Linked DNA regions of Sus scrofa: regions 2 and 3 are each linked to region 1. Evidence: chromatin contacts called from public Hi-C data. All regions are on one chromosome and are shown on one strand. Each heading gives the region's core, a stretch centred on a gene start, on an enhancer-like site or on the middle of the called end of the contact. The rest is flanking DNA. Distances are from core to core; before and after follow the strand shown.

Evidence for each region. A called contact is a pair of places that touch in the nucleus more often than the background predicts.
Region 2: a contact with region 1 is called in a Hi-C map of liver, with 9 times the contacts expected there. The contact joins two enhancer-like sites. A contact is called at or near these places in 2 of 47 Hi-C or Micro-C datasets (embryonic fibroblasts and liver).
Region 3: a Hi-C map of liver shows a contact between it and region 1, with 3 times the contacts expected there. The contact joins the promoter of ATG4C here to the enhancer-like site in region 1. A contact is called at or near these places in 1 of 5 promoter capture datasets (liver), 22 of 47 Hi-C or Micro-C datasets (adipose tissue, alveolar macrophages, embryonic fibroblasts and 11 more) and 2 of 2 datasets of contacts at active chromatin or transcription factors (alveolar macrophages and skeletal muscle).

The regions. Positions count from the first base shown.
Region 1 is chr6:149,816,984-149,819,683 of Sscrofa11.1, forward strand. All of the region lies in intron 12 of DOCK7 (dedicator of cytokinesis protein 7), which reads left to right. Among named protein-coding and RNA genes, the nearest start is that of ANGPTL3, 28 kb to the right of the region's middle. Within about 2 kb of position 1,373, at least 2 of the 83 cell types and tissues checked have an H3K27ac peak or open chromatin away from gene starts, as enhancers often do. A contact at or near this core is called in liver, where this site is marked.
Region 2 is chr6:149,923,512-149,926,211 of Sscrofa11.1, forward strand. DOCK7 (dedicator of cytokinesis protein 7) reads left to right here. Exons shown (of 48, transcript XM_021096551.1): 33 at 651-747. Among named protein-coding and RNA genes, the nearest start is that of USP1, 61 kb to the right of the region's middle. Within about 2 kb of position 1,435, at least 3 of the 83 cell types and tissues checked have an H3K27ac peak or open chromatin away from gene starts, as enhancers often do. A contact at or near this core is called in liver, where this site is marked.
Region 3 is chr6:149,690,478-149,693,177 of Sscrofa11.1, forward strand. ATG4C (autophagy related 4C cysteine peptidase) reads right to left here and starts at 1,437. Exons shown (of 11, transcript NM_001190284.1): 1 at 1,338-1,437.

The sequences.
Region 1 (2,700 bases), core at 123-2,622:
GTATTGTTCAAAATTCCTCATTCTGAGGTATTATTCTAAATAATAGGAGAAAATCCTGGCATAGTAACACCTTACAACTTTAGAGGACAAGGGCTTAGGGCAGGATGTATTATGAATTGACAAGTGGCCGTCTACTTGAAGTCCTTCTCACATTTATGGATTAGCAGCATTCATAGGCAGCTGCTCTAAGAGACTCAAAAATGGAAAATAAAGCAGATGAGAAGGGTCTGAAGTGGTAAGTGTCTTTTTATTATGGAAAATAGTGCAAGGAGGAGTCTAGAAAAGGCCATAGTGTTGCTTAGTTGAGGTGATAGGCCAAATTTAGCTGTGGAAACAGGGCAGTAGATCGACTTCATACAGTGACACAGACTTATAGCTATGACATTTCTCTCTCTCTCTCCTTATTCAACTGGTATATCAATTCTGCTGCTGTTTCCACAGCTATTTTTTCATTTTTTTCAGCTTGCCTACATACCCAATAAATATTTTTTGAGCATTCATCATGTTCTGGACACTGTGTTGGAGACTGGTTAACTGAACACTGCAACAAAGTGATTATAAAAACTTAATATTGCTAGAAATATTGCAGCAATGAAAAGCACTTTCTCTTGACTTTTGTATTCTGTATTTTTTAACTATTAACATATATGATTTTAAAGTATTTTTAAATAGCTAGAATATTATGTATCAGGCAAGTGCAAATTAAGAAAAAGTAGAGATTACAATTTTGATAAAATAGAATTCAAGGTACAAGTGAATGAGATACGAAGGCCTTTTTTTAAATCGATAAGATATCAATAAGATACCCACGATTGGGATATAGTAATCAAGAGTGTTTATGTATAGATTTGGAGTGTCAAGCCAAAATTATTAGAACTATGTAAAGATTTAAAAACAAAATTGGAGTTCCTGTTGTGGCTTAGTGGTTAATGAACCCAACTAGTATCCATGAGGACTCGGGTTTGATCCCTGGCCTTGGTCAGTGGGTTAAGGATCCAGCATTTCCATGAACTATGGTGTAGGTCACAGATGAGGCTTGGATCTGGTATTGCTGTGGATGTGGGGTGGGCCAGCAGCTACAGCTACAATTCAACCCCTAGCCTGGGAACCTCCCTATGCCGCAGCCCTGAAAAGACAAAAAGACAAAAAATAAATAAAACTAAAATTAAATCCATTTGTTGGTTTTAAGGACATTTGTTCTGTTTGTTGACAAGCAGGGACGTTATCTGTTGCTTCAGGAGTATACAGCAGTAAACACTGTGGAGGAGTGAATGTCAGGTTTATTCACGTGTTTGGGAATTGACTGGGGTCAGCTGATCTAGACTGACATCTGCTGGGAAAACTGAAATGGTTCAGACCTTTTCCATGTCTCTCAATTTCCACTCTTATCTTTTTGCAAGGCTAACGTGGTTATGCTCTTGTAGCAGTGGCAGAAGTTCAAGACAGAGGGCAAGCTTATTTATGCAAATATTTTTCAAGTCTCTGTCATGTTTGCTTACTGGCTACAGGAAGTCACATGGTCAAGACTAGGAGAGGAAATTAAGTCCCACTAAACAAAAGGCACGCATACAGACCGGGAGTAAAGAACGGAGGCCATTAGTCTAATCAATTTAACAGGTTAAGTAGATGAAAATAATTGAGTTGTGAGATAATCTGAATGTATTATAAATCAGGACCATTTAAAGATCTGAATTAATTCTGTACTCAAAAGGAGAGAATATATTGTTTTAGCAACTGATGAAACATAATAATTGTATATTAGGTCCACTGAAAGAAAGCTTCATAACTCAGTAAAACTAAGAGCCATTTATAAAAGTATTAACAAAAATCTCCAACTACTTAGAAATTAAAAATCACTTTTTAAAATAATGGGATAAAATAAAAGCAATTCTGTATTCTGTTTAGAATACAGTAGTGAACAAATTGTATTTGGCTCAAAGTGAGCTCACAGATATAAAGGAGCCTTAAATATGTTCATTACAAAATGAAATAAAAAGACAGCAGTGAACTTTGTGCATTAAAAACAATAAGATGTCAAATGTAGGAGGTGTGGATTAATAAAATCCAAAGATGGACTCTTGAATAAAAGAGTAAAATAATTTTCTACTTATTTTAACTGTAAGAAAAAATATTTCCGTACATTGAAAATTTTTGTTAACTAGATATGGTTTGGTTTTTTGTTTGTCTCTTTTCCCACTGATTGAGGTCTTTTTAGAGTTTTCTTTTTGGTGTTATTATCAGCATGTCTTTTTCCTTAAGAGTAGTTTTTTCTTGTTACGTCTTTTGTTTTTCAAATTTAGCCCATGCTCTCTCTATTTTTTTTGGCTGTGCCCAGAGCACGTGGGAGTTCTTGGGCAGGGATCAACCCCATGCCACAGCAGTGACCTGAGCCACATCAGTGACAATGCTGGATCCTTAACTGTTAGGCCACCAGAAAGCTCCAGAGCTCTGTATTTTGCATTTAGTAAATCTGATGATGCAGTGTTGAAAAGAGAAATAAAAATTCAAGTGTAACAAATTTACAGGACTGTCATATATGTGTTGTGTGTGTGTGGTATATGTATATTTCTGTTTTAAATTTATTTTCTTATTTGTCTTTTTTTTTAATCTACTCCTAACTTGTGTTGATTTTACTGTGTTTTAGTGTCCTATAGTACTTTATAAACAGATAATAGGCTGTAAATAAATATATAAAATTAA
Region 2 (2,700 bases), core at 185-2,684, 110 kb after region 1:
AGTTGTACACAGACACGCAGTAACGGCAGTGTAAACGAGAGTGGAGAGGGTAGGAGATAAGGAAATGCAGGGTCTTATAAACTATAGTTAAGATTTTGGGAAAGTCAGTATTAGAAAATTTGCCTATTTAAAAGCGTGTTTATTCACATTGTAATCAGCTATATTTCAATAAAAATTTTTAAAGTGTGTTTTTGTGTTACACGTAGCAAATGTATTTCTTCTGTAATAGATAATTTTGAAGAAAAAGCACCATTGTTAGGTTTTTCTACTTGTACTGAAATAAAATGTATGAAATTAATCACATTGTGTTGTATTTCTTGTTTGCAAATATATACATAGGATATGATCCAACTGAAATAACTTTTTTTTTTTTGTCTCTTTTAGGGCCGCATGCACGGCATATGGAGGTTCCCAGGCTAGGGATCGAATCAGAACTGCGGGCCAGTGCCACAGCCACACAATGCAGCATCTGAGCCGTGTCTGTGACCTACACCATAGCTCACAGCAACACCGGATCCCTAACCCACCGAGCAAGGCCAGGGATCAAACCTGCATCCCCATGGATACTAACTAGTCAGATTCGTTTTCACTGAGCCACTGTGGGAACTCTAAATGACATTTTAAAAATGGTTTTGAAATTTGTTTGACAGAGAGAAGCCCATCTGGAAGTGCCTTTGGAAGTCAAGAAAATCTGAGGTGGAGAAAGGATATGACTCACTGGCGTCAAAACACTGAGAAGCTTGACAAGTAATATACTCTTAAATTTTATCTTACTGATAGGCTTGTTGGATTTCAAATGCAAGAGGAAAATGATTTTAGTATTATTTTAGTGTTATTTTATTAGGCATTCAAATCTTAGAAGACAAAATAGTTTTATTTTATTTTTAAATTTTAGATTTAAAAGAATTTGGGAGAAGAATTTTCATATGGTATATAGTAAAGCAAAGAGTTACACATTTTAAATGTTACTCCATTTCCCTCAATAGCCCTCCTTGGAAAATGTATTCTGCAACTTTTTTTTTTTTTTTTTTTTTTTTTTTTTAATGGTCACATCCATGGTGTTTGGAAGTTCCAGGACCAAGAATTCAATCCGAGCCATAGCTGACCTGTGCCTCAGCTATGGCAACACCAGATCATTAACCCACTGCACTGGGCCGGGGATTAAACCCTCACTTCCACAGCGGCCCAAGCTGCTGCAGTCAGATTTTTAACTCACTGCACCATAGTGGGAACTCCTTTGCAACTATTTTTAAAACATACTTTGGGTATCACTCTGAACCAAATAGCTCAAGAATGATAAAAAAAAAAAAAATAGAAAACTAATCTTTACCCTCTTAGAGTTTAAAATATAAAGAAAGACAAACAGTACAAGTGTTCCACTTCTAGCACAGAGGTAAACTAGGTCCACTGACTGACCCCACTGCCAAAAACAACTAAAAAGGCGCTTTTATGAGTCCAGGATCCTAAAGGACTGCATCTTCAGCATAAAGGGACCTGGAAATAAACCCTTCTCACTGCCCAGGTGACCACAGGTAAAATTGCTTGGCTTGGAGCTTGGCATTGTGTCAAGGGGCTAAACTTTGCCTGAGCATTTGCAATTTCGAGTTAGCCCTCAGGTACCTTGATTGGCCAAAAATTCTTTGAGAAGATGATGACCCATTTATTTGGGTTTGCCTAGTACTCCTACTTTTTGCAGTGACTGTCCCATCCCAGGGAACCCCTCAGTCCTGTCCTGAAGTGATCCAGGATAATTGATCACCCTCCCTGAAAATCAGCTTCAGCTTGGGCTTTAGAGGATTCTCACAGAATATTAGCTCTCAGACAGTAAAACTGTGAAACACAGGAAGCAAGGCCCTGCGCGAGCCAGCAGAGGGGAAAGCAGCAGACTCAGTACCATTAGATGAGTTTGGAATTCTCAGAAACTGCTTAGTCTTTTTAGGCTGCTTTGACACAATAGCACATACTGGGCCACGTTTAAAAACAGAAATTCATTTCTCACCGTTGTGGAGGCTGGGACGTTCAAGATTGCGGCAGATTTGTTGTCTGGTGAAGGCCTTCTTCTAGGTTACAGACTTCTTACTGTGTCCTTTTATAGTGAAAGGGCAAGCAAACTCCCGTGGACCTCTTTTATAAGAGGCTCTAATCCCATTCATGAGGACTCCGCCCTGATTACCTCACTACCTTCCAAAGGCCTCGCCTTCTGATACCATTACTTTGGGCACTAGATTTTCAACATTGGAAGAGGGACACATCTTCAGACCAGAGCAAATACTGAATATACTATAACTATGTTGAAATTCTTTTTTGTTTTGTTTTTGTTTTTGTTGTTTTTTAGGATAGCACCTGTGGCATATGGAGGTTCCCAGGCTAGGGGTCAAATCAGAACTACAGCTGCTGGCCAATGCCACAGCCACAGCAATGCAAGATCCAAGCCGAGTCTGCAACCTGCACCACAACTCATGGCAACTCCAGATCCTTAACCCACTGAGCGAGGCCAGGGATCGAACCTGCAACCTCATGGTTCCCAGTCGGATTCATTTCTGCTGTGCCACAATGGGAACTCCAGAATTCTTAAGTTTTAAGTGTCTGCTTTTCAGTCCTCTTTGTCCTTTTCCATGTCTTTTATTTTTCCACATGCGTTATATATGTTAGAAATCACAAAGCTCCCAGATACTATGATTAATGTATTGTTGTATTTCG
Region 3 (2,700 bases), core at 187-2,686, 130 kb before region 1:
TGTCTGTCTACACATTACTGAATAGTGTACCATGCTGTTTTACCAGATCTATCAAATATATAGAAATAGCTCATCAATAGTCACAAAAAATAAACTTTTTGATATACCTGTATTCTATTTTACAGAAAAAAAGAACATCAGTTAAGTGGTTTTTTAAACTATTTTTACTAAACTATAAAATTCCTTCTATTGGTTATTTTTTAACATTAAACAGTTCCCAAAATTTTACAGTGAAAGAATTGATAATTAATTCAATATAGCATCAGATTACTGGACTAATTAGAAACTCTTCCTCGTTCAGGGAAGACACTTTATTATTTTGCAAATTGGTATATACATAGACTTTACCTTCCAAAGCTTTTTCAATCCCTTTGGGTAATTTCAATGACTCACTAATTACAAATCATAAACAAGGGAGGAAAGGCATTCCCTTGTGTCTATCTATTAACTGATACAAAAATCATTGCACAAACCTCCACTGGGGACATATGCCTGAAGTAGGAAAAAAGAAAAAAAAAATCTCAGTTAAGATACGAAGAGCTGTAGGAGGAGGTATTCTCCACTAACGCAGGGTAGCAGCGAACCCCCTGCGAGAAAATAATCAATACAAAACGAAAATGTAAGCCAAAGAAATCTTAAGAAATATAAACTCAGTAAGTAGAGTCACGCTTAGCTAATCATTGGCGATCACTCTCCCATTCATCAGTTATCCTAAGAACGCAGATGAACCTCCAACCTAAAAAGCCCTTACATGTAGATAGAGGTGGAAGCGCTCAGGCTAAAAACCAAATAAAGTGACTGAACGTTAAGGTCTGGATGGAAAAGCATTTAGATATTCAGGCAAGTGTTATCAGAGTATGAATTAGTAAGAAGGGCCAAAAAAGGGATAAAGGAGTTAGGAATGAGAACACTGAGATCTTGAGCGTCTAATTTGTTTTCTTTCTTTTCTTTTAGATGGAGAGAAATAGGGAAGAAGTTAAATGGATGAGCTTAGGAGACAAGAGATCGTGCCTGAAACAAGAAAGAAAAGCTTCCAAAGAGAGGGCAACAGCTGCCCACAGGAAGGCTTAAGGTTTGTCAGTTCTGGATCTCAGGAAGAGTGAGGAGTCAGAAAACAAATGACACTAGACAGGAGCAGATGAGGGAGGCGCCAAATTCTGAAAGCCTACACGGTCTGCCACAGGGTCTCCAGTGAGTGCAAGGCCCCCCAAGAAACCTGGTCATTCGGGGACCAGAGACACTAAGCCCCAACCTTCTCCTGACTCCGCTAGCCTCAAGTCGACCCCTCACCGAAAACAGAACTGGAGAAGTGTAAACAATGTGTAGGAGCCACCAACCCGGGAAATGTTCCAGCTCTAGCAGCAGCCGCCAGAAGAGCTGCCAGCAAAAACGCAGACACTCCAACCTCTGCGCCGCAGCCACAGGCACCTCGAGCTTCCCGGCCACCGTAGTAAGAGGAACGCCCCACCCCCTCCTTCAAACCCAGCAGGACAGCCACTTCCGGGGCACTCAAGCTTACAGACTGGCGACAGCAATAGCAGGCGTCACCAGGCCCCTGGTTCGTTTACTTTGTCCATCCTTTTTCGCCCCGTTCACTACGTCAGACCATAAATCACCAATATAGCAAGGACAGAACCAAAGTATCCGTCTCTAAGCGGTGCCCGTGATAGACAAACTGCGTTATGCCCACCATGAGTTCCTATTGAACTGGACTTCAACTCCCAGCAGGCCATGCAATACCACGCCCCTCCCGCGCGGGACTACAAGATCCAGCATGCCCTGCGCCTCTTATTCCTCACTCCGCCCCTGACACCCGAAAACTCAAAGTGCGATTGCGGAGAATTTGTTAAATCCGTTGGACTAATGTACTCTTTTCTACCAAGCCCCACTTTGATTAAAAAAAAAAAAAAAACGGTATTCCGTCTTATCCTTTTGTGAAGTTACTCATAAACCAAGCTACAGTTGGAACTGTAGGTAAATTCTTGTAAAACATTAAGGAATATGTATACTTATTTTCCACATTCAGATTATTTTCTAGAATTGAAACCCAGGACAGTCTGCAAAGGCTTCTTACGAAATGGAAATTTCCATCCTTCCTCATAAGCGGTTTTGAGAGAAATACAAATTATTGCAAAGTTTGATCCTGTTTTGTCTTTGCAGTACCACCGGATTGTACTGGAACAAGGCTGCTAGACATGCTTCTGAATTGCATAGGAAATTATAATAAAAACTGGAAGCAAAAAATTAACATTCTGCACTACTGGACTATGGAACCATGTGGGAAAGAAAATCTTTCAGAATGCAAAGTTGAAAAGTTCAAAATTAGATTTGAGGAGTTCCTGTCCTGGCTCAGTGGTTAACGAATCCGACTAGGAAGATGAGGTTGTGGGTTCGGTCCTTGGCCTTGCTCAGTGGGTTAGGGAGCCGGCGTTGCCGTGAGCTGTATGTAGTGTAGGTCATAGATGCGGCTCAGATCCTGCATAGCTGTAGCTCTGGCGTAGGCTGGCGGCTACAGCTCTGATTGGACCCCTAGCCTGGGAATCTCCATAGGCCGCGGGAGTGGCCCTAGAAAATGCAAAAAGACAAAAAAAAAAAAAAAAAAAAAAAAAAAAAAAAAAAACTAGATTTGAAAAGGTTCTGAATTTTTTATGTGTTTAATGGTTTGAATATTATTTTCTATTAATAATTTCTATTATTAGT